Linked DNA regions of Macaca mulatta: region 1 is linked to region 2. A link is a contact called in public Hi-C data. All regions are on one chromosome and are shown on one strand. The core of a region is the stretch at or near the end of the contact, and the rest is flanking DNA. Distances in the headings are between cores, read along the strand shown.

Region 1 (7,207 bases), core at 3,435-5,934, 100 kb before region 2:
TTGGGGGACAGGGTCTCACTGTGACACCTAGGCTGGAGTACAGTGGCATGATCACAGCTCACTGCAGTCTCAACTTTCCAGGCTCAGGTGATACTCCCATCTTAGCTTCCCACGTAGCTGGGACTATAAAAGTACACCACAGTGCCTGGATAATTTTTTGTATTTTTTGTAGATAAGCGGTTTTGTCATGTTGTCCAGGCTGGTCTCAAATTCCTGGGCTCAAGCCATCTGCCTGCCTCGGCCTCCCAAAGGGATTAGAGGCACAAGCCACCACACCTGGCCATAAAAGAATATCTTGACATCTTAACTTTACACTGTATGAATTCCTATTTTCCCATATCTGAAAAAGGTAAATGAAGGTAACAGGTAAGAATTTTGTGGCTGGGCGTGGTGGCTCAAGCCTGTAATCCCAGCACTTTGGGAGGCCGAGACGGGCAGATCACGAGGTCAGGAGATCGAGACCATCCTGGCTAACACGGTGAAACCCCGTCTCTACTAAAAAATACAAAAAAACTAGCTGGGCGAGGTGGCAGGCGCCTGTAGTCCCAGCTACACGGGAGGCTGAGGCAGGAGAACGGCGTAAACCTGGGAGGCGGAGCTTGCAGTGAGCTGAAATCCGGCCACTGCACTCCAGCCAGGGCAACAGAGCAAGACTCCATCTCAAAAAAAAAAAAAAAAAAAAAAAGAATTTTGTTAATTGATGCAGTTAAAACTGTAAGTTACATAGGTGAAAAATAGCTAAAAAAAATTTTCTTCCTAAATGACAGCCTTGCAAACCCAAACGGTATTACCCTTTTCCTTCTACTACATTCTCCATCCACCGTAACTTATACATAATAGCACAAAAAGAATTCTCTACTAATGAGAATACCAGAATCAAGAGAGAAAAAAACCTACATTTACTACAAACTAATTCAACGTCTCTAGTCTGAATTTGGAACTGTAAATCAAATACCGAATCTCCTCCCAACTATTCCCTCAGCCAATGCATTACAAATCACACATTCAATTTAAAAAGTGTTCCACCTTGGCTGGGCATGGTGGCTCATGCCTATAATCCCAGCTCTTAGCGGGGGCCCAATACAGGAAGATCACTTAAGGCCAGGAGTTAAACACGGGCCTGGGCAACATAGCAAGACCCTGTCTCTAAAAAAAATTTAAAATTAGCCAGCCATGGTGGTGCACACCTGTGGTCCCACCTACTTAGGAGGCTGAAGTGGGAGGATCACATGGTCCCAGAAGGTCAAGGCTGCAGTGAGGCATGATTGTGTCACTGTACTCCAGCCTCGGTGGCAGAGCAAGACCCTCTCCTATGGGGAAAAAAAATGTGTTCCTCAAAACTGTTAGTAGTCCATAGACAAGAAAGAAATAGCCTAAAGTTTCATGGACCACCTACCCACGGAGTTCTACTTGCCAGTGATAAGTAGAACCAGTGAAAAATGATAGAATATGAAGAATTATCAATTTGACAAAAAAAAATCACATTAGAACTATTACTTCAACACAACTCTTAGAGAGTATCAACCATATTTTGCTCTTCTTCTAATGCAGCACCACAGTGAAAAATGCAGAAGAACCTGGTCCCCTTGAAAAACACTGCAGGGCCACCAGCACAATTAACATGTTTAAGCGCTATTACTAACCCTAAGGATTAACTTGGCCGGATCAGTGGCTCACACCTATAATCCCAGCAGCTTAGGAGGGTGAGGTGGGCGGATTGCTTGAGGCCAGGAGTTCAAGACCAGCCTGGGCAACATAGCAAGATCCCATTTCTACAAAAAGTTAAAAAATGTATCCAGGTGTGGTGGTGTGTGTCTGTAGACCCAGATACTCAGGAGGCTGAGGCTGCAAGATCACTTGAGCTCAGGAGTTCAAGGCTGCAGTGAGTTGTGATTACACCACTGCACTACAGTCTGGGAGACAGAGCGAGACCCTGTCTCAAAAATAAAAATAAATATATTTTTAAAAAGGATTAACTCAAGTGAAGCTTAAAGAGTGAAATTTTTTTTTAAATAGTCTTGACAAAACTAACAAGAATTGTTAAAAAAAAAAAAAAAAAATTAGTACTCCAGCAAAAATACAAAGTAGAAAAAACTCAAAGAAATAGGCATGGTGTCCCTAGTCCTTAAAATGGCTCTAAGGAAAGAAGGTATGACAGTATAGCAAAGAATTCTGACCTGAAAACATTTACTTTCACTAAGCACAGTACATTTCCACCTAATGTCCCTCCATTCATTAATCTCATTTCCCAAAATGCAATAGACTACTGAAAAAATCCACAATGTATCTATGCTCTCTTCCTCTTGATATAAAAGTGCAAAGGGAGAAAAGAAAAAAGAAAACATATCTTCTGATTTGATTGAACTGAACATGGAATCGATAAGTTAGAAGAGATGGAAGAATTTTTTAATATCAAAAAAGATATCTGGCCAGGTAGAGTGTCTCACACCTGTATTCCCAACTTTGAGAGACTGAGGCAAGGCTTGCTTGAGACCAGGAGATCAAGATCAGCGTGAGCAACATAGCAAGGCATCTGTCTCCACAAAAAAATTTAAAAATTAACCAGGCATGGTGGCAAGGCACCTGTAGTCCCAGCTATTCAGGAGGCTGATCGTGAGAAGATCACTTGAGCCCCGGAGGTGGAAGATGCCGTGAGCAGTGATCTTGCCACTGTACTCCAGACCGGGCGACAGAGCAAGAAGCAAGACCCTGCATCAAAAGAAAAAGAGGGGAGAGGGGAGAGGAGAAAGGAAAAGAAAAAGAAAAAGGAAATCTAAAAATTGCAGAACCAAGCAGCCAAAGCATAGTAAACAAAGCGTTTCATTAACAAGGATTCTGCATACACACATACACACAAACACATGCTATTTTCTGCTGAGATTTAAGCTGATATTGATCAGCTTATGAAGATATGGTCAAGAGGCTGTCATTCTGGTTGCTGCTGTTTAAAAAACAAAACAAAATAAAGCAACCCCACCCACACAGCTGGAAAAAAGCTCCTGACATATGAACTAAAACTTGTTTACTCAGGCGACTTCTTAATAAGAGAAATGCTTTGCAATTTAACTAGGGTTATATAAGTATTTTGCAATGTGTGATCAGTTAAAAATCTTGTTTATTTATTCCATAGTTCACAGATAGGTTATATTACTACAAGGTCAGGTTTGCCATAATGGCATTTTTCCTGTTTTATAGTTTTATTCTATCACTCAGCACTTCCCGCAATGTAATTTTTGCCATTAATTTTACCTCTCTTTCCTTTAAAAAAAATTTTTAAAAATTAAATACAGATAATGACATGTGACAAATTAATCATTTCTTAAAATAGCTGTTCCCAGAAACATGGTAGAAAAGAAATTTCAGTGATTCAACTGTCCAGCAAAATCTGGATATTGCAAAATAATACTGCCTTTCAGTAACAGGAAAAAAAAATCTAAATTTCAATGTGGGGATGGGGGTAATCACTCCCACTGTTGTATTTTCAAGAAATTCTCCGCAACACACACACACACCTCAAGGCCCTTTCTTTTTAAGGCTATCAAATATATTGGTTTTTGGAAACGGATAGACTTTATTTTGCAAGAATGACCAAAGTCTGCAAGATAAACTAGGCCCCTAAAATGAAATACCTTCTAAGGAGAAATAACTGTAACATAGAGGAAAGAGGGCAGGGTGGGACTAGTAATTTGAAGATCTGATCTCTCTAGAACTGCACTACACCCTATTCCATCTCTTAGACAAAACAGACTAGATCTTTTCGATATTTGATTATTTTTTGAAACTGAGAAATGGTGTGGAATCAAACTTTTCTGAAAGAGTTTGGAAACTGCCTGGACCTAGGCCTAACAAGATTTAAACCTGGGGCTGTGGACTAAAGACCTGTCCGAAACCACAACCATTACACAAACCCCTGCCCTCAGCAGGCAGACAGGCCCTCTTAACACAAGATCTAAGTTTCAAAGTATAGTCCGGGGACGGGGACGGGGGTTGCGGGTGGGAGGTAACAGCCTAAAGAGATGTCGTATATATCAAAGAACGTCAATTTTTTATTTTTAAAATTAAAATCTAAACCTTTAAATGTTTGGAAGCAACACGTCAACTAAAGAGCAATATGTTCCAGGGTTTATGAATCCAAACTACTCTTAAAGTAAACGGAGCCACTCTGCCTACAGTATTCGGCATCAAGCGGCTCCAGCGGGCAGAGGGTTAAAAGAGGACCACATCACAGACCAGACGCCGCCCGAGGAGTGAGGGCGAGCCAGCCCCCACTGGCCGCCGCTCCAACGGAGGTCAGGAGAGGGAGCCCCCAACTCCCACCTGCCCCCTCGCTCCCTCCACCTTGAGTCTACCCAAGTCCCCAGGATCGCGCCCCTCCCCAGGTCACCGCTCCCCCACCGTCCCTCGCGGCCTCCGCCCCGCCCCGGCGCCTTCAGCTCCAGCTGCGTCCCCTCAGCCCTGGGTCTCCTTAGTTGTCAGCCCCTTCAGCCCCTCCCCTTTAGAGGCGCCCCAGTCCTCCGTCTCCTCACCGGGGTTGGCAGTAGTCGCCGCCATGGCCGTAGATGCCACCGCCGCCGCGCCACCCCCCCCCCCCAGTGGGAGGAGCCGCCGCCACCGAACCGGGAGGGAGGGGAAGAGAAAGGCCACTCCCCAGAAGCGGCGCCTCCGCTACCGCGGAATCCAAGATGGCGGCTTCAGCAGCCCCACCATCCCAGCCCCTGTGGCGGAGAGACCCCGCCTATATAGTGGGCGGAATCAACACACGACCGCCTCCTAGGAAAAAATTGACCAATGAAGATGCCAAATCGACCAAGGGCAGGGCTACTCCCTGCGCCAGCCAGTCCAGTGGAGGGAGGGCGAGGAAGAAGTCCAGCTGTCTCCCTAACCCCGCCCTCCTTGCGTAAGAGGTCAATGACCGAGTAACGTCATTGAAATGCAATTAAAATGGGTATTTTAGGCAGGGCGCGGTGGCTCGCGCCTGTAATCCCAGCACTTTGGGAGGCCCAGGCCGGCGGATCACCTGTGGTCAGGGGTTCGAAACCAGCCATGGCCAACATGGCGAAAACCCCGTCTCTACTAAAAATACAAAATTAGCTGGGCGTGGTGGCACATGCCTGTAATCCCAGCTTCTTGGGAGGCTGAGGCAGGAGAATCGCTTGAACCTGGGAGGCAGAGGTTGCAGTGAACCGAGATCGCGCCACACCACTGTACTCGTCTGGGCCACCGAGAGCAAAACTCCATCTCAAAAAAAAAAAAAAAAGGATATTTTACTAAAAAAAGGATATTTGACTAAAAACCTTCTCTTGGTGGTGGATTCGTCGTCTGAGTGGTTGCCCTGCAGACAACTTATCTTGTAAATCCTCTTTAGGTGCTCTAATACTTAAACTTCACATGGTGATTTGTAATCCTTTCCAGTTTTTTTCCTGTTTTAAGGACTTTTGTCCCTGGTGAAAAAAGTTAAATAACTAACTTTTTAATGCCTGCTATGGGACTGGTAGTGTAAAAGGATCTGGGTGTTAACGGTTTGGTATGGGAGATATTGCCAGCCAAAACTGGAGGCAGTGGATGAAGAAAGTATTTTGAGAATGGGTAACTTCCTTTGGTCAGTGATAGGTACATAATGAGGAGTTTTGTTTGTTTGTATTTGAGACGAAGTCTCCCTCTGTCATCCAGGCTGGAGTGCAGTGGCGCAATATCGGCTCACTGCAACCTCCACCTCCCTGGTTCAAGCAATTCCTCTGCCTCAGCCTCCTGAGTAGCTGGGATTACAGGCGCATGCCACACGCCCGGCTAATTTTTTGTGTGTTTTTAGTAGAGATGGGGTTTCACGATGTTGGCCAGACTGGTCTCGAACTCCTGACCTCAGGCAATCCGTCCACCTCAGCCTCCCAAAGTGCTGGGATTACAGGCGTGAGCCACCACACCCGGCCAGTGAGGAGTTTTTAATAGGGAATCAACAAGATGATGGCTGTGCAGATTTATTTTCTTTTTTCTTAATTTTTTTCCGAGACAGAGTCTTGCTCTGTCACCCAGGCTGCAGTGCAGTGGTGTGATCTTGGCTCACTGCAACATCCACCTCCCGGGTTCAAGCAGTTATCCTGCCTCAGCCTCCCGAGTAGCTGAGATTACAGGCGCATGCCACCACACCCAGCTAATTTTTGTTTCCTGATAATAGGAAGTGTGGGGAAAAGAAAGAGATCAGCCTGTTACTGTGTCTATATAGGAAGAAGTAGACATAAGAGACTCCATTTGGTTCTGTATTTGAGATGCTATTAATCTGTGACCCTACCCCCAACCTTGTCCTTGCAAGAGACATGTGCTGTGGTGACTCAAGGTTTAATGGATTTTGGGCTGCGCAGGATGTGTCTTTGTTAAACAAGTACCTGAAGGCAGCTTGCTGGTTAAAAATCCTGCCCGTCCCTGGGCAATGGAACATCTCGGTGTAAAACCCGATTGTATGCTCTGTTTACTGAGATAGGAGAAAACCGCCTTATGGCATAAGGTGGGACTTGCTGGCGGGACTTGCTGGAGCAATGCTGCTAAAAGGTTTATGGAGATGTTTGCATATGCATATCAAGGCACAGCATTTTCCTTTCAACTTATTCATGTCACAGAGATCTTTATCCATATGCCTTACTGCTAATTTTCTCCCTAAAATGATCCTATTGTCCTGCCACTCCTTTATCTTTAAGATGGTAAAGATAATTATCAATAAATACTAAGGGAACTCAGAGACTGGTGCCGGCGTGGGTCCTCTGTATGCTAAGCGCCGGTCCCCTGGGCCCACTTTTTCTTTCTCTATACTTTGTCTCTGTGTCTCATTTCTTTTCTCAAGTCTCGTTCCACCTAATGAGAAACGCCCACAGGTGTGGAGAGGCAGGCCACCCCTTCAGGAAGCATTGAGCTATTTGAGGTAGGCACTGTCCAAAATGCTTTGTATGTATTTACTCATTTAATCCTCACAACAACGATGAGGTAGGTTCTACTACTATTTGCATTTTGCAATTAAGGAAACAGAAACAAAGAGGTTAAGCAAGGGACATCCAGCAGGTAAGTAATGTGGGAGGCAAACTAAAGGAGTCTGACACTGGAGACCTGTTCCACCCATCCCCCTATTTTAGCACTACAGTTTTAGCACTACAAAGTACTGTCTTTTCATGTATCGCTCACGAAATGTTTAATACAAATTTAATTAAAATTGTAATTATGC
Region 2 (6,905 bases), core at 2,027-4,526:
TTTACCCCCTTGTCCCCACTCCTGGTCACTGCTCTCTCGGATGAAATCAGAAGTCAGCACTGCCAGTAAAGGAGCTTCAGCTCCACCTTCTCCCCTCCTCCTCCCCCAAATCACACACACACATTCCAGGCACTGCCCCTGCCCCCTCCACCTCAGCCAGAATAAATATTTAATTAAACAGATGGAAGCCTTCTGAACTGAACAAAATTAAATGTAATTATCCACAGCGGAACTTTCCCCACACAAACACACACACACTTTTTTCCTAGAGAAAAGTTGTAGAAAATTGAATAGAGAAGGGACAAGAGTAGAAACTGCACAGAGACAGGACAATGTGGAACACCTTGATGTGTGCACGTGACCCCCTCTTTCCACTTTTTGCTCAGCCTGATTGGAAGCGAGAAATCAGCCTGACCCAGTCACCTGACTGCTGTCTCTTGGAGCCCAACTTCTCCAGGGAAATGTAAATCCAAAGGTACCGTGTTGCCCCGGCAGTCCTAGACTTTGGATCCCATCCCTAGCCAGGTCAGTGAAAACTGGCAGGGATGTTTCTCTAGTCAGGCGGCAGGCTGGAGTCACAGAGGGAGGGTGGAGGCCCTGCTGGACTCCTGGGGCCCAGGAATGTCTCATGCCTGCAAAGCAGGGGGTGGGGGTGGGGGGCCGGGGTAGGGGGGCAGACAAAGTAGGCACTGGAGCATGGTCAAGGGCAGACACCTGGGCAGTGCAACTTCTTCATCCCCAAGATGAGATAGCACCTGTCCTCTTCCACTCCAAGCAGGGAGAGTGGAAGACTTGGGAAATGCAGATTAATGGAGGCTTTTACACCAAGGTTGCAGGCTTCCCATGACCACAGCCCTCCCTGGTGGTCCTGTACCTCCATTAGCAGAGAGGCACTACCCCCATCTCCCCAGCAGGGAGGCCCCAGATTCAGCAGGGTCAGGACCTCTGACTCAACATGAGGGGAGGGGAGGGCAGCAGGGGCCTGGCCGGCCTCACTTACACATCCCCACAGAACCAAAGAGTTGGGTCCCTGTGGCGGTGCTGGGGAGGCCTCTTAGCACTAGCATACGGATCCGAGCAAGACCCCATAAACAAAAGGCTGGGGCAAGAAAAGGTGAAGTTTACACAGGGTAAGGAGACAACAATTTTTCCAGGCCCGCTGGGCCTTCAGGGCAGTTACTTGACTTCTTGTGGAGAAAGTCACATCTACAAACACTTTTCCACCCAGACTTCCCCCATACACATGAAGAGACATGGTATCTGTCTACGCTCTCTCACACACACCTGCCTTAGAGGCACAGATGCCACTTTCTGAGGCACAGCCTGGAGAGGCGCCAGAAGAGCAGGGATTTAACTGGCATTGGATTAACAGGAACTTGAGCAGGACTCTGCCCAGCCCCAACCTTTGCCCCAACTCTGACTGACATCCCCACAAGACCCCTCTAGGTGGATGAAAGGTGCAGAGGATCCCCACGGGAGTTTGTAGATCCAAAGGGCTGAGAGGGCAGCTGTTTGGGCCTGAGAGGAAGGAATTCTCCCCGACTCCATGTGGTCAGTCTAACTGGCTCTCACAGTTTGGAGGAATAACTGAGGAAAATAGAAAGCGGTTGTTGACAAGGGAGGAGTGACAAAGGTCCCACCGGCTCCCTGCTTCCACTGAAGAAGTCCTGAATAGTCTCTTCCTTGTTGAAAACTTTTTTCAGGCAACAGCAGCAAGTCATGAACTAGAAGTTGACAGGCCATGGATGGAGCCAAGGAGAGGTGTGTTATCCCTCCAGGCTGCAGGATGGGCCTCAAAATAAGCCAGATTGTAAGAAGAGGTGGGTGAAAGGCGGTCAGAACAGCAGTCCTCAGCCCCATCTGGCCTACAGCTTGTCTGGAAAGTCCCACCAAAGGCCTCCACAGATCCAAACACTGCAGGAGACTATGGCCCCAGGGGCAGGGAGAGGCCGGTGGGTTTAAGAGACAGCTGGGGCGGTGCTGAAGGACACAGTGAAGGATCAGCCAGCCTGTGGACAGTGACAGGGGAAAAAGGAGGCCCTTCCTCCCAGGGGAAAATCTGGCCAGAGGCCCCAGTGAGGGGAGTAGGGGACCAGGGGAGAAAAGGATCTCTCTCTGGAACACAGACTGTGCAGATCATGGTATGCTCAGGGCCAGGTCCTCAGGGACAGGGCTGCAGACAAGTCCTTACCCTTAGGAGCCCCTTTACATGTGCAGCCACTCACACCCAGGTGCGGTCACGCCGACTCCGGTATGGGGCAGCAACCCCCACCCACCCCTGCCCCAGCACAGATATAAGTCCCTGCTGGAGGCCTGCTGGGGCTTAGTTCTCCAGGAACAGGGGAGCACTGCATTCGTCACGATCCTCAGAACCCCCTGAACCTGGGCCTGGCAACTCAGGTGACTGAAACCAGGTTTTGATGCCAGGAGCCAGGCTTAGGGAGGGAGAAACTCCAACTGCAGGCTAAAGATGAATGCTCTACACCTGCAGTCAACCCACTTGCCACGGGCCTCTGGTGATTAACAAGCTACGGCCCAAAAAGCCAGTTCCACCAGGAGCTCCCTTGCCAGCCATCCACACCTCATAACGGTATGCCTTAGCCCTGCCGGCCGGGGCAGGCGCTCTGGGCCGCTCCTTCCTGTTTCCCGTTAAGCACATGGAAGCTCTGACCTCGCCTGCGAGGTGGGCACCGTGGGCCGGTAGGAAGAAAACGGGGCAGGGCCCTCCCCTCTCCTCCCACCCGAGCCACAGGACGCGTCCAGGCCGGGGCAACCCCGCGGACCGCTGCCAGGGTGGAGGCTCCCACGCCAATGGTCACCAGGCTCCTCCACTCTCCAACAAAGGGGCGCCCGCGGCTCGGCCCCGTCGCCCGCAGCCCCCGCGTCCCCACCTCCCGCCCTACCTGTTGCCCAGGAGGGCTCCTCCGGCTCGGGGCGGCGCTACCGCGGACTCCGCGGCGCCAGGCCCGCCGGCCCCGGCCGCTCCCTTGAGGCGCTGCGCCCGCCCTCCCCGGCCGCCGCCATGAGCGCCCGCAGCGACCCCGCCAGCGCCGCCCCCCGCCCCGGCCCCGCGGCCTCCCCAGCCCGGCCCCTCCGCCGCCCTGCGACAAAGCGGCCTCCGGGGCTCCCAACTTTTCCGCAGCCCCTTCCCACCCCCGCGCGGGGATCGGGCGCCGGGCGGGGGCCCCGACTCACTCGGCTGCAGATCCGGCGGGGCCGGGGCCGCTGCTCCGTGTGATCCGTCTGCTCGGGTGGCTGCTCCGAGGCCCCGAGGCCTGGCTCCCCGCGCCTCTCCTCACTCTTCCGCCCGCCCGCCGGCCCGCGCCCGCCCTCGCCCTCCCTCCTCCGCCCGCCGCCGCCGCCGCCGCCCGCCGAGCCCAGTCGAGCTGAGCCCGAGCCCAGCCGGGAAAGAAAGGCCGCGAGCAGCCCAGGGGCCGGGAGGCTGGGCGTGGACGCGAGGCGAGGGCGGGGCGGGCCGTTGCGCTGCGGCTGCCCCTCCGCCCCGGCGCGGAGCCGGGACCCCAGCCCTCCGCTCCCGGGCCCGCAGCCACGCCCACGCCCGTCACCGTGCTCTAGAGAAGCCCCCGACGTGGGGAGGCGGGTGCGGGCTCCTCCGGCCGCTTCGGTCTGTTTTCGTGGTGGGAGGTCTCCCACCGGGACCGACACAGACGCACTGGATGCCGCGGGGTCCCGGGCTCCGAGCGGCGGCGTCCCTGCCCCCTCACTCCTACCCACCCCCACCCACACCCACCCCCAACTGCTGTGCGGCCCCGGGTCCCCGCCGGAGTGGGCACATTCCCACTTCCAGCCCCACGGGGCGCGGGCGGAGGAGGGCGCAGCCCGGGGGTCCTGCCCAAGTGCCTCGCGCCGAAGCTGAAAACCTCTCCAGGGCAGACCCAAGCAGCCGAGCCTCCAGACCCAGTCAGAGCCTGCGACCCCTCGGGCGACCCTCGCCTACCCCGCCGTAAAAGCCGCGGACTTTCCACCCAGGTGCTACGGGACCCACCCCGGTGGCAAGGAAGAGCAAACCCGAACGTGCGCACACCCGAGGGCCCTGTCTCAAAGAGCCACCCCAACTTTTGTTTTGTAAAATGTATTTGAGTTTTCAAATGACACTACCTTTATCCGTATTCGATTTCGTGTTAAAAAGTGTTTCCCGGACGGGCGCGGTGGCTCACGCCTGTGATCCCAGCACTTTGGGGGGCTGAGGCGGGCAGATCATCTGAGGTCAGGCGTTCGAGACCAGCCTGGCCAACATGGTGAAACCCCATCTCTACTAAAAATACAAAACTTAGCTGGGCACGGTGGCACGCTCTTATAATCCCAGTTACTCGGGAGGCTGAGGCATGAGACTCGCTTGAACCCTGGAGGTGGAGTTTGCAGTGCGCCGAGATCTCGCTGCTGCACTCCAGCCTGGGCGACAGAGCGAGACTCCCTCTCAGGAAAAAAAAAAAAAAAAAAAAAAAACTGTGTTCTCCCCTTGGCCTGGCGCGGTGGCTCATGCCTGTAATCCCAGCACCTGGGGAGGCCGAAGCAGGCAGATCACTTGAGGTCGGGAGTTCAAGACCAGCTTGATTAATATAGTGAGACCCCCATCTCCTTTATAAATTAAAAAAAAAAAAAAAAAATTTCCCTTTGAGTTGTGTGGTAAAATTACTGTTTCGGAAGTAATTACTGTTGGAAGACGCAACATGTTTTTCCTAGAAAGCTGGTCTTAACTCCTAACGGGAACGAATGATGACTAAGATGTATTTGAGGGCTCCTATACAGGGAGAGCTGCAGCTTACTCCATGGAGAGATACTTTTGTCAAATTTCTAACCCAGATGAAGTGTTGCCTTTTTTACGCTGTCGCCATCAGAGCCTCTGACGCTAGCTTGTTTCCCGTTTATCTGGTCAAGTCCTGGTAGGAAGGAGTGCAACCCCCACTAATCCTGTTGGAGGGCCCATCCCTCATCTCAGGCCCTTTCTGTAGGGTAAGGAGGCTGTCCGACCCGCTTGTTCTGCCTCTCTTTTCACGGGGATGCGCAGCCCAGGCACACCATGGGAAAGATGGGAGTGGTGGCCCCTAACCAGCTCCGAGGGCTTCTCCAGGCATTTTTTTTTTTTTTTTTTTTTTTTTTTTTGAGATGGAGTCTCGCTCCGTCGCCAGGTTGGAGAACAGTGGCGCGATCTCGGCTCACTTCAAGCTCTGCCTCCCGGGTTCACGCCATTCTCCTGCCTCAGCCTCCTGAGTAGCTGGGACTACAGGCGCCGGCCACCGCGCCCGGCTAATTTTTTGTATTTTTAGTAGAGACGGGGTTTCACCGTGGTCTCGTTCTCCTGACCTTGTGATCTGCCCGCCTCGGCCTCCCAAAGTGCTGGGATTACTGGCGTGAGCCACCACGCCCGGCCTTCTCCAGGCTTTTCTAAGCCCCAGGCCTGCCTGATTTCTCAGTTTCCAGCAACCCCTCCAGCCACGTTTTCTCCTCCCTCCCTTATTAGCATATCTTCCATTGTATCTTTCTTTCCTTTCTTTCTTTTTTTTTCCTTTGGAGATGAGGTCTCACTCTGTCACTGCAGCCTCGACCTTCCAGGCTCAAGATGTCCTCCACCTCAGCCTCCCAAGTAGCAGGGACCACAGGCGGCACCACCACGCCCGGCTAGTTTTTGTATTTTTGGTAGAGACACGAGATTTCACCATGTCACTCACGCTAGTCGTGAACTCCTGAGCTCAAGCCATCCACCCTCCTTGGCCTTTCAAAGTGCTGGGATTACAGGTGTGAGCCACCTTGCATCCCAATTGTCTCTTTCTACCCCATTGGAACTCTCCTCCTTTCATTCTTCTAATTCCAAAGTTCCCTCTTCCTTTCTTAAGTGCTCTCCCCAGAATCCTTATCTGCTACCTACACACCTTTTTTCCAGCACAGTTCCAGGGCTCTTTGGGCCGCAGCTCACCTTCTGGTCTCTCTCTAACACTCTCCACACCTCCGTCCTACTCATCTTCCTTCTTTTAGTTCTGAATCCCTCTCTTGTGGTTTTCCTAAGTGCCAAGCTTTCCTGTAGTCCCCACCAGACTTTTTATTTTTATTTTTATTTTTATTTTTATTTTTATTTTTTTTTTTTGAGACGGAGTCTGGCTCTGTCGCCCGGGCTGGAGTGCAGTGGCCGGATCTCAGCTCACTGCAAGCTCCGCCTCCCGGGTTCACGCCATTCTCCTGCCTCAGCCTCCCGAGTAGCTGGGACTACAGGCGCCCGCCGCCTCGCCCGGCTAGTTTTTTGTATTTTTTAGTAGAGACGGGGTTTCACCGTGTTCGCCAGGATGGTCTCGATCTCCTGACCTAGTGATCCGCCCGTCTCGGCCTCCCAAAGTGCTGGGATTACAGGCTTGAGCCACCGTGCCCGGCCACCACCAGACTTTTTAAATGCTTCCTCAGGAGAACTGAAGACTGGTTAACTTTTTTTTTTTTTTTTTAAGATAGCAGTGGGGAGGGGAAGTTCTGGGGCCGAAGTTGGATAACCAGGGCCTGAGAAATAAAGATAAGAGGGTATATTCCTCCCCCAGGAGACAAAGGAGAAGGTGGATGGAGAAGGGGAAACTGGGCCTCAGCCAGCACTGGGATGATGCGACCAGCTCTGTCAACATGCCTGAGGAGCACACACAACGCTTGCCTTGGCTGGACCAGAGACTGTGATCACCACCCTTCCAACCCATCCCCCAGCACGCAGGCTGGCATGGCCACGCCCACAGTGCCCCAAGTGCCGCCTGCCTTGCAGTGACTCACTTCCTCTGTATGGGCTGCTGAGGTGTCCCAAGGAGAGGACAGGCCATCTCTAGGCCTTCAGCCCATAGTTTAGATATCTGGCCTGGCTTTGTGGATAGGCAAGCATACATGGATCCCAAATGTGGAAGGTGGGTTTTTTCAGG

What was found. A called contact is a pair of places that touch in the nucleus more often than the background predicts.
Region 1: a contact with region 2 is called in a Hi-C map of liver, with 2.0 times the contacts expected there. The contact joins the promoter of ARNT here to the promoter of CERS2 in region 2. A contact is called at or near these places in 2 of 14 Hi-C or Micro-C datasets (fetal cortex germinal zone and liver).

The regions. Positions count from the first base shown.
Region 1 is chr1:116,233,987-116,241,193 of T2T-MMU8v2.0, reverse strand. ARNT (aryl hydrocarbon receptor nuclear translocator) reads right to left here and starts at 4,684. Exons shown (of 20, transcript XM_077948260.1): 1 at 4,527-4,684. The coding sequence starts at 4,551.
Region 2 is chr1:116,130,652-116,137,556 of T2T-MMU8v2.0, reverse strand. CERS2 (ceramide synthase 2) reads right to left here and starts at 3,276. Exons shown (of 11, transcript NM_001261642.1): 1 at 3,196-3,276.